Regions from separate parts of the Sus scrofa genome. Here region 2 is linked to region 1. A link is a contact called in public Hi-C data. All regions are on one chromosome and are shown on one strand. The core of a region is the stretch at or near the end of the contact, and the rest is flanking DNA. Distances in the headings are between cores, read along the strand shown. Region 1 holds the start of SMOC1 (SPARC-related modular calcium-binding protein 1). Region 2 overlaps SMOC1 (SPARC-related modular calcium-binding protein 1).

Region 1 (7,446 bases), core at 3,033-5,532:
GAAAGAAACAGAAACAGAAGAATACACATGTTTGCCAGGAATACTTTCCCAAAGGTGGGCATTATTCCCGATGTTCTTAATTGACCGCTGGTCTCTTCAGGGGGCTTCTTTCTTGCCACCCTGGCACTCTGTGGCTTGAGTCTCATCCAAGTATGTTCTCAGATCCTCCCCCTGGAAGGTGCCTAACAGAGGGAAATACCAGAATAAAATTTTTGTGGCATCAAGAGTCTGGGTGTCTGGCCCTAAGGCCATTAATATTTTGAGCATGAGGGAGCTAGACATGCAGAGCCAGAGGGAAGCCACAGCTGAACATTCTGGACTGCACTGCATTGTCCATGGTTCTTTCATTTGGTGGCTCAAGGCATGGTAAGGATGATGGCCCCTACAGCTAGTTGTCCCCCAGGATTTTCTTCTTTCTTTGTAATATTAACTGTGATTTTCAGCTGGACACATGGCTACCTTGAATTAAGACTCCTTTTTTAAAAGCCTTATTTTGTAGCTAGCTGTGGTCATGTCACTAAATTCTAGCCAAAGAGATATAATGAAATGTGACTTCTGGAAGGTATCCTTAAAGAAAGGAGCATGTTCTTCTTTTTCCCTTTTCCTCCCTGTGGGCTGGAAAATAGATGTGATGGATAGAGCTTGAGCAGCCATCTTGGACTATGAGGTAGAAGCTGCTTACTAAGAATGACGGACTGATACTAGAAAGAGCCTGAGGTAGAGGGAGCTACCCTAGACTTTGGGGGGAGTTCTGTACAAAAGAGATAAATGATCTTCTAAATCGTTTAAGTCATTCTAATTACTTTTGTCATATATATATATATGTGTGTGTATGTGTTTCAGCTTTATTGAGGTATAATTGACAAAATTGTAAAATATTTAAAGTACACAAATATGATGATTTGAAACATGTATACATTATGAAAGGATTCCCCCCATCGAGTTAATTAACACATCCATCACTTCCCATGTTTAGCTTTGTGTGTGTGTGTATTTAAAGTATAAGGACTGATTTGGTAAGATTAACTTCTGTGGGTTAATATCACCTGCATAATAGGACTAATAAGAACTACATCAGCCCGGTGCTAAGTGTGACAGCAGGTTTGTCACAAATCTAGAAACAGAACCCAGGTTCCTTGGTGTTTCAGGCTTCTGAGCTCAGTAGTATATTTGAAAAGAGTCCTGACCCTTAAACACGACTCACCTTTCTCTGTTGGTAATGGTATCGCAAGTGACGCAAATATAAAGTATATTTACATTATAGAAGCATTTCTCTCCAAAGCTCCGATCAAGACCTACCTTCCTGAGAGAGACTTTCCCTGCCCATTAGGTCCTTGCTTTCCGAGTCCCCAAAACACATTGCAGGCTTTGTTCTTAAATGTGGTCTCCAGGTGTCTGTCTGCTCTGTGTCTTAAATTAGATTATAACCTCTCAGAGGACAGGGTGTGCAATCAAAAGTCCCTGATAATAATGAGCATCGTGCTGGGCACAGAAGGAGATACATCCAAATATTTGTTAAAAATCAATGGAAAGGCTCTTGCTGAGTGCCAGACAAGACTCCTCCGGACTATACAGAAACCCAGATATATTTGAAATGGGTGTTCCTAGCTAGTCCTAAATATTTGAGGCCCTCAGACCTCAATATGGGATATAGAGTATTAGTTTTCTTCACTGAAATATCCCCTTGCAAACCGAAGTCCCACAGGACAAGGACCATGGCTGCAACTGGACAGACCAGATGCCAGGAGAGCTAGATTTATTTTTGGACCATAAGCCTGGCCTCCAGGGAAAGAAGGAACTTGTCAATTTCACTTTTTTGCTTGGATCAGGCCATGGGGCCTGGCAGAGAGACGCTGTTTGGGACTAGCAGTTCTCTGGAATTTCTAACCTTCCCTGGGCTTGGGAGGAGTCGGGAGAAGAAAATGCATCATCTGAATGATGGCCATGGTTACGACAGGCCTCGCATGCCAACCTGAGGGAAAGAAAATACTTGCTGAGCAAAGTAACTGGAAAGCGGGTGCTCATATTTTAAACTAAGCTGCATGGTTGAAATCCAGAATAATGTAGACTTTTGGACCAGCAACCACTTGGAAATACGCTTTCTGGCTGGAGAGCAGCCTGTGGTGTTATGGATGGAAAGGACTATTGCAGTGCCTTTCCCCTGAAGGCTTTCTGCTGCCAGATACTGGGGGGCCATCTCCAGCGTACTTACTTACTCCAGTAGATTTCTCAAGAACTCCAGCAACAGAAAGAAGTCAACCAGCTTGACAGGGTGCGTGTGGCCAGGTGGTAGTCAGGACAAGCCTGTCTGTCTGCTGAGCCCGATGGTAACATTTTCATCCTGCCCAGCCCCTGGTCGGGGAGCACTAAGGTGGGCACGTGGACATTGATCTAAGTGCTGCGTGAGGCATGAGCGTACTCGGCATGTGTCACAAGTCCAGCTGGGAAAATTCCCAGGATGCCAGATCACAAGGGCTGTTTCCAGGAAGGACTGACCCTTGCTGTTTCCATGCTTTTCCCTGAAGCTCAGAATCTCAGCTCCCTGGCAGGCCACCGAAAAAAATCCCCCGCGAGCGCAGAGAAACTGTCCAACCTGCGGCACTTGCGATTGAACAGGGACGTTATCAGGTGATAGAGGCACAATTAGACTCTGAAAACCTGGGTTTGAACCTCTGCTGTCATTTACCAGCCAAACAAGGCCAGGCAAATCCCAATCGCATGGAATGCTTTGTAAAGTTGGATCTCTGTCTACATCACAGGATCATTCTGAGGATAAAATCAGATGAAGGCATTTGTCCCACCCTTTGCATATGTCAGATGGTACTATTTATCACTTAACCATTCTAAGCGGTTTATATACAGCATCCCCTTCAATCCTGACAACAGCTCATAAGGTGGATATTATTTATCCCCATTTTACAGAAAGGAAAACTGGACCTGAAGTAAGTAAAGTGATCATGCACGCTTATACCACTAGATGGCAGACCCAGGATTTGAACCCATCCTGACTAGCTCCAGAGAGCATGTCCAATGATGGCACCATCCCCCCCCTCCCCGCCCCATTCTAGGGGAATGGGCAGTTCTCCTAGAGCGGGTCTTCGTTTTTGTTTGGAGAACCACCAGTACTTTCTTACTGTTGCAGCATCCAGTCAGGGCCTTTTGATCTGAGGGCGTTGGGGAGAGTTAAGTGTTTTAAGCAGAGACTGGTGATTCAGGTTTGCTCTTTAGAAGGATGACTGGCTGCTGGGGGAGGCTGGATAGTGGGCAAAGGGAGTGGGCAAAACTGAATGCAGGAGATGGCTGGGAAGTGTGTTTACACAACCCAGGAGAGAAGCTGGAAGGGAGCAGAGCTAACCTTTGTTAGGACCTCTCAGGCTCTCAGGGAGGAGGAGTTAAGCCCTGGTGCAGCTTCCAGCCTGGTTGGAGAAAAGTATCCCTCTTTCTGAAATGAGTGGTTCATACCAATGAAAATAAACACTAAGGGTTGTCTTGCCCATAAGATAAACCATGGTTCTCTAGGGTTGAATGCTGGGGACTACCTCACTCCGTGGAGGAGCTGCTGTGATGTGTCTGTGACCATTCCTGGGATGGCCTCCTGGGGACTGCCCTGGGCAGAACCTGCCAACATCCTACTAGATGCTTGGCTGGCCTGTCCTCTCCAAGTGGGTTGGGCACTTGGGAGAGTCTCCTTCCCTCCTCTGAACCATTCGCAGCACAGACTACCCTTCCCGCCGATGCTTTTTCCTCCTGCTCCCCCCACCGGGAGATGAGGTCCCCTTTGACCTCTCGCCAGAACTCCTAGGCCACAGAGAGGCTGCCAGTCGGCCCTCCAGTTAGAGGCAGGGAGCCAGGACGTCTGGGTTCTAATCCTGGATCCCCCACCAGGTCGCAGGGTCAGCATCATCCAAGACTCAAGGGTGGGGGGCTCTCCCCAGCAAGCAGATACCTAGCCCGTACTGAAAACTATACATGCTTAAGGTGTTATCACTAGCCGAGTGGGCATTCTGGTATGTTCAGCCTGCTGGAGTTCTTGGGGGCTTCATCATACCGAATGGCCAAGAGAAAGCTCCTCTAGCCCAGTCTCTCCCGAAGCCCACTCCCGCGGAGCAGCCGAGTGTCGCTCCTCAGCTGGGACGACCGCGAGCCTCCCCCCTTTCCTCTTTCCCATTGGCTTTCACCTGCCAGAAGGGCGGCTGCCACGGGCCTCCCCGCCTGTCAATCAAGGCCTCCCGGCTCCGCCCCGCCTCTCCCGGGGGTTTATAACGGGAATTCCCATGGCCCGGGCTCTGGCATCCAACCTGCTGCCGCCCCGGCTGGGCCAGCGGAGAGCGCCGCGCGTAGAGCTCACGCTCGCGCTCAGCTCGCCTACCCGGCGGTTCATGAGCGCGCGCTCCGACCACAGCCTCAGCGAGCTCGGGCTGTACCGCCGCGGCCCGCCGCCCGCCGTCGCCAGGGCACACGAGGGAAGGAAGGCAGAAAGGCAGGCGCGGCCGTGCGCCCCGCGGAGCCCGCCACCCCTGCCCGAAGCCCTGTGCACGGCCCCCCTGGCACCATGCTGCCCGCGCGCTGCGCCCGCCTGCTCACGCCCCACTTGCTGCTCGTGTTGGTGCAGCTGTCCCCGGCTCGCGGCCACCGCACCACGGGCCCCAGGGTAAGTGCGCCCCCAGCCGCACGCCCACCTGCGGAGGGAGACCGAGGTCCCTGGTCCTCATGCCTCGGGGGCGGGGGAGGGGGAAGGGGGGGTGTCAGACCTTGTCCCCCCTCACCCACTACCCAGTCCCCTGCGGGCTTCTTGGCGAAGTTGTTGAAATAACATTTTCTCCCATTGTCCCCCCACCCCCACCCCATTCTTTCCTGCAGCACGGACCCTGCCTCCTCCCTCCCCTCCCCCGCTTCCCCACTGTCACTTGTGGGTTCTCTTGCCCAATCTCGTCTCCCCGAGCACTTTGCCCCAAGACTCCTGCATCCGAGGCTCTCCGCTCTAGCAGGGCTGCCCTGTGGTCTCACCCTACGCGCGGTCCTGGAGCGCTGGCGTTCTTGGCAAGCAGCGGGGTAGCTCTGCCTGCAGGGTTTTAGGTTACCCGAGAGCCACACAAGGACCTTGTGTTGTTGTTGTTTTAAAAAGCGATCGCTGCTCGTAAAACCCACAGCAGATAATTTTAATGCTCCCTCCCGCTGGGTACAGCCTCGGAGGAGGGATAGATAGAGGTGAGGGCTGTGAAGAGCTGGTGGAGAGGAGCTGGCAGTGTTCAAGGGTCTCTTCCCCCGCGCTGGGGGGGGGGGGGTTGAACTACGTGTTGAACCTTGGTCTGATTGGAGTTCCTGAACGATGTGAAACAAGCCAATTCTGTGCACAGGACAGGCTGTCCAGGGCATTGTAAAACCTCCTGGAAGCGACAGCATTGTGTTCATTTCTGGGCTAGATTACTGCTCCCCTACACCCACCCAGTGAGTCTAATGAACAATTCCACTGCTTTAAAAAACTCTTAAAGCATCTAGGGGTTCATTTGACCAAATTTATCCAGACAATTGCTGGCCAAGAATTAGGTTATGTCGGGCTAGTTGTTTCTTGAGGTAGCTGCACGCCTCCACCCAGCAGAGGGAGAACCCTTGTGAAAGTAGCTGGGATCCTTGTGAAAACAAGGTTGGCCTCTTAAACAACGCATGCTTTCCTGGATAATATTGGGCCTAGCCCGTTGCCACCTGTTCACATTGCAGGTTCTTTATTCATAGCTCTTGCTACAGGAGAATCATCTTTATAGCTGTTGTGTGTGTGTGTGTGGGGGAGCCTTGCAAAGCTTGACGAGCCTTAATGACTGCCCAGATGCTGGCTGATTACATCTGAGCCCAGCTATCACTGTGAGATCAGATTTGCAGCCACTTAGGAAAGAAAAGTGTTTGTCCCCGTGTTGGGTCGGCCCTTGCTTTTATGACCAGATGTGCAACAGCAGCAGTTAAAGTGCGGCCGATTAGATCCAGGGCGTGTCATAAATCCTCGACAGCAGGCATTCCCAAAGCTGGGGCAAGTCGGGGCTCCGGGAGTGACTTTTATGGATGCAGATGAGGATGCCTTTTAAATGAAGCTGCACGGTTTGATATTAGGACTCGCAGCTCTTAAACTCTGGGGTCAGGAGAGCCACAGCGTTCCCTCCAATAATTAGGAACAGTCAAGACAGAGACGCAGACCAGAGCACCCCGACTGAAATCTAGATGCCCGCCCACAGGAGAGGCCCGGAGACAAATGGTGGGGGGCTCGTTTGCTGCCGGCCGGGTCTAGCGTCTCAAACCATATGGCCTTTCTTCCTTGCCTCTTGAAACTGGAGGAAGCAGCTCTTAGGGAAAAGCTAGGGACTTCAGGGGACAATAGAGACATGGCTTAGTTTCTCCTCCAGCTTCTTTAGTTTATTAATTTGATAGAAATGGTAGAACATAAACAGGGATTGTAAATAGGCTTGTGTGTGTCCCAGATCTATTTTCTCCATCTCTCTCTCTCTTTCTCTCTCTCTCACACACACACACTTAGAAAGTACCAGGGGAAGCTGCTATCTTGAGCATGTGGTTACCTAAATGCATGTGTAGCCCCCAATGAAAGCATGAATCCCTGGACTAGGCACTTTCCATGATTGCTGTTGCTTATGAGAACAAGAAGGTGGGTCTTTTTAGTGTAATTTTGCACTTGAGACTCAGGGAAGCCGAAAGCCTTACTTGCAGCACTCACGGTGCACCCATAGGTGTGGGAGCCAAATTTTGGTTTATATGGATGTATAGGTTGTGCGCTTTCCACACCATCAAGCAGCTTCAGGTTCTGTTCCTCCAACTATGATGCTGTTCCTGTTGAATGGGCATCAGGCAAGTCTGTAAGAAAGAATTATTGATGCTATTTTGGGGTGTCTATATCGCTAAGGGGTAATGTCTTTGAGTTTCAACCGATCGCGGAAGACTGCAGTTCTGTGACTTTCTTGGTGGCCTCAGAGATGTGGCCCTGGTTGTGAGCAGCAGTGTCACAGGAGGAGCAGAAACATCTGGCTGTTGCAGAATTCCCTTGGGCACCCCTGGGTCTCTTCTGTTAATCTTTTGAGTGACAGAGGCTTAAGGATTGGCATCTTTTCCAGCTGGCTTTCTAGGAAACGGAGAGCACGCCCTTGCGGGTTAACTTTATCTGGCTCACTAATTGAGCTCCCCCGAGGCCTAGACCCCAATCCTTGCCCCCTTATTTGCTTCCTGCCTTCATAAAATGCCTGACATTTGTTTGCCTCTGGAAACCAGCAGCTATCAAGTATCAGATTGGAGGCTATTATGTAGGAAGCACCTGATTTCTTGGTCTCTCAGCTTCCCGCAGCCGCGTGGCTACCTGGGACACTGGTCAGGAGCCTTTTAATTATGGAGGAGGCAGCCATTTCTTTAATCCTGCACAATTTACTGGAAATATTTCTGGGGAGGGGGACT
Region 2 (7,446 bases), core at 3,527-6,026, 53 kb after region 1:
TTGCAGGTTCAATCCCAGGCCTTGCTCAGTGGGTTAAGGATCCGGCATTGCCATGAGCTGTGGTGTAGGTCGAAGATGTGGCTCAGATCCCGAGTTGCTGTGGCTGTGGGGTAGGCCGGCGGCTACGGCTCCGATTAGACCCCTAGCCTGGGAATCTCCATATGCCACGGGAGCAGCCCTAGAAAAGGCAAAAGGACAAAAAAAAAAAAAAAAAAAAAAAAGAAATATAATGGCATTGACTCTGAACTTTGTCCCTGTTTATTTTTACATGACTGTGGCAGAGGGCGGCTCCCCAGTTGAGACAGAGTAACCCCCCGTCAAGTTAGGGGAACTGGGAAGATGCGTAGAGCTGGACCACAGGGTGGGAACTGTGGGGCCCTGGAAAAAGTGCTGCCAGGGACCAGGCCTGTGAAGGAGCCAGAGTCTTTGCTTAGTCTTACTTTTCCTCACTGCCCTGTCCCATTTTTTTTTTTTTTTGGTGGGAGTGGGTAGAGGAGGTGAGGTTGTGGCAGAGTATTACAAGTCTGCATTTTTTTTTTGCTCCATTATGTATGAGTACATAACCATGTAGGATTTCTCTTCTTTTTTTAAAAACAAGCTTTTTTCTTTTTGGCTGCGCCTGCAGCATATGGAAGTTCTCGGGCCAGGGATGGGACTCTCACCACAGCAGTGACAATGCTGGATCCTTAATCCGCTAGGCCACTAGGGACCTCCAGGTTTCATTTTTCAGATTGCTGAGCCTTTAGGCAGTCCAAGGCTAAGTTCAGAGAATTCTGCAAGTCCTCAAATGGTTCTCTGGTCATTGTTGGTTGTGAGATGATGGAATCATAGATCTAGGCTTGGTTTCCATGTGGCCTTGAACAATTGCTTAACTTCTCTGAGCCTCAGTTTTCTCACCTGCAAAGTGGGATGCAAAGTATTACCTCTTGGCTTATTGTTAGGGTCACTGAAAAAAATTTATGCAAGGTGCCTTGCACCCTGCCTTGCACGCAGGAATTGTGCAATAAACGAGAATGGCCGACCCCCTTCCCTTGCAATTTATTTCTGTTATGGCTCCTCCCTTCACCTTTCTCTTAGAGTGCTTTGAAATTTTAGCCGTGCAATTAGGTGTTTTATAGCTTAGATTAGATAAATCTAGTCTTTCTTTTTTGGAAATCACGCACTAAAATAGAGTGTTTTAAGGCAGTTTTTTGGTGGATGCTGAGACTCCCAACAGATCTAAATCTGGCATGGAAAATCTTTTTAAAGCAAAGAGGCTTCTACTTTAAGCATCTTCAGAAACGCTTTAGGAGTTTCCATTGTGGCTCAGCGGTAACAAACCTGACTAGTATCCACGAGGATGCAGGTTTAATCCCTGGCCTTGTTCAGTGGGTTCAGGAGCCGGCATTGCTGTGAGCTCTGGTGTAGGTCACTGACCCAGCTTGGATCTGGTGTTGCTGTAGCTGTAGCTCTGATTGGACCCCTAGCCTGGGAATCTCCGTATGTCGCAAGTGCAGCCCTAAAAAGAAAAAAAAAAAAAAAGAAAAAGAAAAAAAAAAGAAATGTTTTAAATTGCATTAGGACTTGGAGCACCTACTCTGTTGACATAAAAAGAGGGCAGTTTGGAAATTGTCTTCTTCTGCTTTCCCTGTGCGAGCTCAAGTGTGCAGCATGTTACCCTCAGCCCTATCTTTTTGGAGGCCAGGCTGGGAGGCAGCCTCCCCTAGATGCCCACACAGTCTGAGCTTGAGCCACATCAGGAGTTGGTCTGAGGGTCTTGTGACTTCCTCTTTCAGCAAATTGTCTGCGATTGCTTTAGGGCTGATCTGGTTTTCTGGATCAGCTCAGGAATGACGTTGTCTTCCGTGGGGGGCAGCTGTGTTATGATTCGGACCAAGAAGAACCTTCTCCGAGGAGTTTGTTGCATGTGGGTGACACGTCTTGCCTTGGCTTATTCCCACTCTGAAGCCTGTGCCTGGGTCCTGACCCCATGGAGCTTGGGGGTACCTGGGCTGAGATAGTCATTACCTGGATGTGAAAGATGAACGGCAGGATATGGAGACTCAGCTCCGTCGTCGAGGGCAGAGACCATGTCCCTCATTGTGCCTGGTGCCTTGCACCGTGCCTGGCCCCATAGTAAATATCTATCCAACGAATAAGGGTGGCGATTTGTAGAGCCAGGATCCAAAACTGCTTTGCAGGTTTTGATTTATTTTGCAGGGAAGGAAATGCGGGGACCTTTTGTCCTAAGGGCATCTTGCAGGAATGATGGGGGAGCAGTGCGCCCTCTGCTTCCTTCCCATACCCAAAGCTAGAGCTGCTTGGCCCCAGGCCTCATTTTCCCCAATGGATATTCCCTCCTCCCCCAACCTCCAGATGACAGCACACTCACCACCCGTCGTTACCCTGTGCTCTGAGCGCTGATACAGGCTATAAGTGTGCCTTGGAAAGGCTGCTGAATGCTGCTGGCAAACCCTATCACCACACTGCTTTGGACTGCAAGATGAGCGCTCCCAACGGGTGAGATTCAGAGTTCCTTCCATAGAGGAGGCTGGAGACTGCCTGGCGGGGCCACCTGAACGGAAGAGGAAGGTGATGGGGTGATGAGGCTATTACCTGGATGGATGCTGCTGAGAGGAAGAGAGAGGGAGAGAGAGAGACAGAGAGAGAGGGAAAATGGGCCCAGCATGACACCCCCTGGAAAGGCTGCTGGGTGCTTCTGCGCCAGCATGTGCGATGCAGAACAGAAAACCTGGTCAGGTGCCAGGAGATAAAGCAGCTCAGAGGAAGGCACCCTTCCCTCCCATGTCCAGCCAGGGCACGCTTCTCCCATCCCCAGCCTGGGCGGGCCTCCAGCTCTCAGGCTTTGATGATCCTGAGGTGACACCAGAGTTTGGGGTAGAGTTTTGGAGGCAGCTTTGCTTAAGAGGGAGATCTGGCTCAATGGAATTTTTGTATGTGCCTCACTTTCAAACCTCCTTGAAACGGGCATATTGTAGGAAACTTAGAAACTAAAAGTGCAAAGGCAATAACCACACAAGCCCATCTCTACTCTCACCATTCAGAGATAGCCACTGTCAACACGTTGGTGTATTTCCTTCTGTCGTTTATTTTTTCTCTCTCTTTCTCTCATGGAAGGAAGAGATACCTAAGTAAATATGTGTACATACGTAAATGTATTATATATGCATGTGTATATGCATTATATACGTGCATATATGCATTATATATATATATGCATTATATATGTATACACATGCATATGTACACCCATTTATCTATCTCTCTAGTATGATCTACTTGCACAAACATTCATACGTTTGACATTCTGCTTTGATTTTATTTCACTTTATATCGTGAGCACTTCCTAGGCCTTGAGAACCCCCTTGGGGCCTGGATTAAAGTCTTTGGTACCGAGTCTTTGTGGGCACCATACCCCACTTCAGAAAGCCCGAAGGGGTCCCATTCCTTGGACTGTGTGAGCTGGCCGGTGTGCCTCGCAGGCTCTGCTGGGTGGATCCAGCCTGTCCCTTGCTGCCTCGTTTCCACAGAATTGCTGCCAGATGAGATCCGCTAAGGGCAAAGGTCGATGTCCTCTCAGACAGGTCACCTATTCCAGGGTTTGAGGGAGATCTGAACTTATAGGTTATAAATGTCCAGACTAAAAGAAAAAGTTCCTCAAAAGTCAAAGACAAGTTTTTATCCTTAAAAGAAACACTACCTTAATAGGTGCCAACTGTTACATTAAGAGTGGGCAGGCAATGAGGTCTGGCTGTATAGCACAGGGAACTAGGTCCAATTACATAGGGTTTTGTTTTTTGTTTTTTGTTTTTTGTTTTTTTTTTTTGGGCCACACCTGCAGCATATGGAAGTTCCCAGGCTACGTGTCAAGTCGGAGCTACAGCTGCTGGCCTACACCAGAGCCACGGAAATGCTGGATCCGAGCCGTGTCTGCTACCTACACTGCAGCTCACAGCAACACCAGATCCCCGACCCACTGAGCGAGGCCAGGGATCAAACCCGCATCCGTATGGATACTAGTCGGATTCGCTTCCACTGCACCACAATGGGAACTCCATCACTTGTGATGGAATGTGATTACAAATAATATGAGAAAGAGAGTGTGTATAGATCTATGACTGGGTCACTTTGCTGTACCACAGAAATTGTCAAAACAGTGTAAATCAACTATAATAAAATTTTTTAAAAAATTTAAACAAAAAGAAAGACTTCCTCTGTGCCTAGGACCTAGAAGGATTGGAAAATGGAAGAACCCTTCTTTCTCTTCCCCGAGGAGTGGGCTTGCTTTGGGTTTCCTCTCATCTTCCATGCCTGCCTGTAAAGTTTGACATGGTTTTATTTACTTTTCCTTGGCCCGGTTTGGGTCAACAGGATTTCTCTCCTGCCCAGAACAGCCTCGCACTTGTGTGAAGTCAGATGTCTGCCTGGGCTCTGGACAGCAGTAATTAATCCTTGTCTGAGCAGCGCAGTGGGGATTTTCAGGCCGAGATGGTGTGCCGGCAACCAGGTTTTACATGGCACCTGACAGTCCCATGTGGACTCAGCTCTTTCTTCTTTTTGTCTGTAAGGGACTTTAAAGGCGTTGTGTGTGCATGTGCGTGTGCATGTGTGTGGGTGTGTGTTTGGTGATCTGGAGCCCAGCACACTGCAGCAGGCTCTCAGGGTGACAGTGGAAATAGCAATAAAAGGAAACACACAGTTTAAGCACACACAGCCCCGACATAATTTGATGACATAGCAAGACTGGGATTTCCTCTTCTGTTTGTTTTAGTCTGTACTTGCTCAGCCCTCATCCCCAGGGCTTAGGGCTGTAAGGGAGTGGATTTCCTCAAGTGCTGTGGATAAAGGGTTTCTTCCTCTGTTATCTCCCTTGTCAATATAAATTGCTCCACTGTGTAAGCGGAGCCCAAGATGAGCCTGTGTGTATATGCCACAGGATCTGGCCCAAGCGAAATGAGCATTAAAATGACATCTTCCTCCGTGATAATCCCATGACATTGAAAGTATACTGGTTTCTCCATTTAGTTATCGTAGAGCCAGGGGATCATTCCCAGGGGTAGGGAGGGTGTAATGGTCCTGCCTCTCTTTCCCACTATGTGTAGACTTAGTGGAAGTCTTTTATCTTGGGTGGGCTCTGGTGAGGCTGTTTGGGGCCCTGTTGTGATGATAAGGAGAGCAGTAAGTGGAAAAGGCTGGAGGACTCAGTGTGAAATACGTGAGTAGGCAAATATCTTCCAAGGGCAGAAATCTAACAGCAGCAGCACCAAGAATCCCGAGCGGCGGGGACTGGAGAGGGCAAAGGGTGATCTTCTCGCGAGATGAGGAAGGAGACTCGGCCAAGATGGGAGTCTGTCTTTCAGGTTAAGGGATTCAGTTCTGAAGGGGGCTTTGGGACCCCTGCACCATGCAGGATGCTGGGGGGTGGCTGTAAGAAGTAGGGGCAGGGAGCATACTGATGGGGGGCTCCCCTGGTACAACTAGCCGTTGTCGGAGGGGACTAGGAGTGTTGGAATGTGACCTCCCTGGGTGCTGTGGGGTGCACTAAACAGGGTGTCCACTCCCCTCCTTCGGGGAATATTTTGTGGTGTTGAAGGATTACAGCTGATGGCACAGAGAAAATCCAGGAAGAAGGAAAGCAAAGATTTCCAAAGCTATTGTTCTTGTAAGTAACTAGCTAAGAGCTTTCTCCCCCAGTGTTTTTGACCCTACACTCTTGAGCCAGAGATGGTGATGGTACGCCACAAAAGATTACTTGTGGCTAAGGGCTCTTAGTGAGTGTATGAGTGTGTGTGTTCACACAGCGGACACACTCATGCCTAAGCTCAGGAACTGGTTCCATTGACCAGCCCTTTCACTGGGGGCCCTATCCAGCTCCTCCCTTCCTTGAACTCTATCCCCCTGTTTGTTCTGCGCCGAGTGTTAGTAGCTTTGTGTTAGCCACAAAATGAGTTACCGAGGCATCTTGTGGACCAGCCTGGGAGCTGCACCACCATACCCAGTGTTGCTGGTTGGGAAGATGGGTTTCTGGATGCTCAAATGGCCTTTGCGAATTCTCCCTAAATTCAAGCTGCTTGCTTTCGCTCCCGCAGCCTGCTAAATGGACCTGCACTCCCGTTAGCATCTGTACTTGGAACTGGTATGTCCAGGCCTCTCCATCTGTTGACCAAATGGTACCACATTGCCCATCACTCGCAAATTGCAGTGACTACAAGACCCTCACCTGCTCGAATAGCAGTTCCTCTTAGTCTCTGCTTTGGGGTGCTTTTAATATTTCCACAGACTAGTCGTAATTTTCCCCTTTGTCCAAAGGAACCTCACTGCTGGCAGTGCCTGTCATGAGAACACCCGAGTTTGTGCCAATGGAACGATCTCCAGCTGCTGCCAATGCCGTTGATTCAGTTGCCAGAATGGGGCTCAGTTTCAGGCAGAGGTACAGAAAGGACCTGCCTGACTTCTATGTCTCTCTGTCCCCTAGGCCCTGACATAGCTCTCAGTGTGCCTAGACTCTCTCAAAGTGAGCTCGAAGCCCTCAGACACCTTCCTGGATTCTGCACCTTCTTCTTTCCCCCGCATCTCACCAAACCTCCCGAGAAAACAATTCTGTTCTGGGACCTCGTCCTTCCAGCCAGAGGGGCTCGGTCACCCAGCAGCCAGCTGGATCAGGACCAACTCCAGTGGTCTCCCACCATCGTCCTTAGCCCCAATCCCAGCCAGTCTCCCTCCCTCCCTTGATTATAGAACAGATGTCACACATCACTAGGCACAAAGCGCTGCCAGTGGCAATGGGACAGATCATGGTGCGGCCCAACCAGGATGTGCAGGCACACTGTCTGGGTTCCACTGCCACTTGCCAGGATGCGGAGGGCTGTGTGAGGTCGTTCCCTGCTGAGTAGTGAAAACGTGGAGCGTGTCCCTGGGCAGAGCCAGTGGGAGCGTTCAAGGGTAACCTTGGAAGGAGCCTCTAGCCTTGGTGGAATCAGTTGCTCTTGCCAGGTAAAGAGATAGTGCTAATTGCGCCAACCCTGACTGCCAGACTGCCAGATGTGTGTGTCACTGGGATGGAGGGCTGGGCACTTGGGACAAAACTTGTCCGGAACACCTTTGCGCTCCCTGTTCTCACCTGTAATCCGCCGTCTCCTGGATGCGTCCCGAGTACTGGACCGCTTTATCGTTCCTTGTCAATGCCGTCAACTTAACCTTTATTTTTTCCCAGTGTTAAGGGGCTGAGAGAAACTGAAAAAAATCTGGGTCCTGGAGAGCGCTCTGTTTATTTGATTTGGAGTGAGAGGTGTTTTTATTTACGCTGGTGTCAGCGTTTGAAGGATTGGGGGCGGGGGGATGGGCGAGTGACTTCGTGTCCTCGCTTCGTGAGTGCCATCGGTTAGAATTTAGTGACTAGGGAGGTGCGAGCAGGAAAACAAAAATAAATGCTTTGTGCCTCTGATC

What was found. A called contact is a pair of places that touch in the nucleus more often than the background predicts.
Region 2: a Hi-C map of liver shows a contact between it and region 1, with 3 times the contacts expected there. The contact joins the enhancer-like site here to the promoter of SMOC1 in region 1. A contact is called at or near these places in 1 of 5 promoter capture datasets (liver), 6 of 47 Hi-C or Micro-C datasets (epiblast stem cells, heart right ventricle, liver and 1 more) and 1 of 2 datasets of contacts at active chromatin or transcription factors (skeletal muscle).

The regions. Positions count from the first base shown.
Region 1 is chr7:93,475,782-93,483,227 of Sscrofa11.1, forward strand. It overlaps SMOC1 (SPARC-related modular calcium-binding protein 1), which reads left to right and starts at 4,283. Exons shown (of 12, transcript XM_021099410.1): 1 at 4,283-4,651. The coding sequence starts at 4,553.
Region 2 is chr7:93,528,450-93,535,895 of Sscrofa11.1, forward strand. All of the region lies in intron 1 of SMOC1 (SPARC-related modular calcium-binding protein 1), which reads left to right. Among named protein-coding and RNA genes, the nearest start is that of SMOC1, 52 kb to the left of the region's middle. Within about 2 kb of position 4,777, at least 3 of the 83 cell types and tissues checked have an H3K27ac peak or open chromatin away from gene starts, as enhancers often do. A contact at or near this core is called in liver, where this site is marked.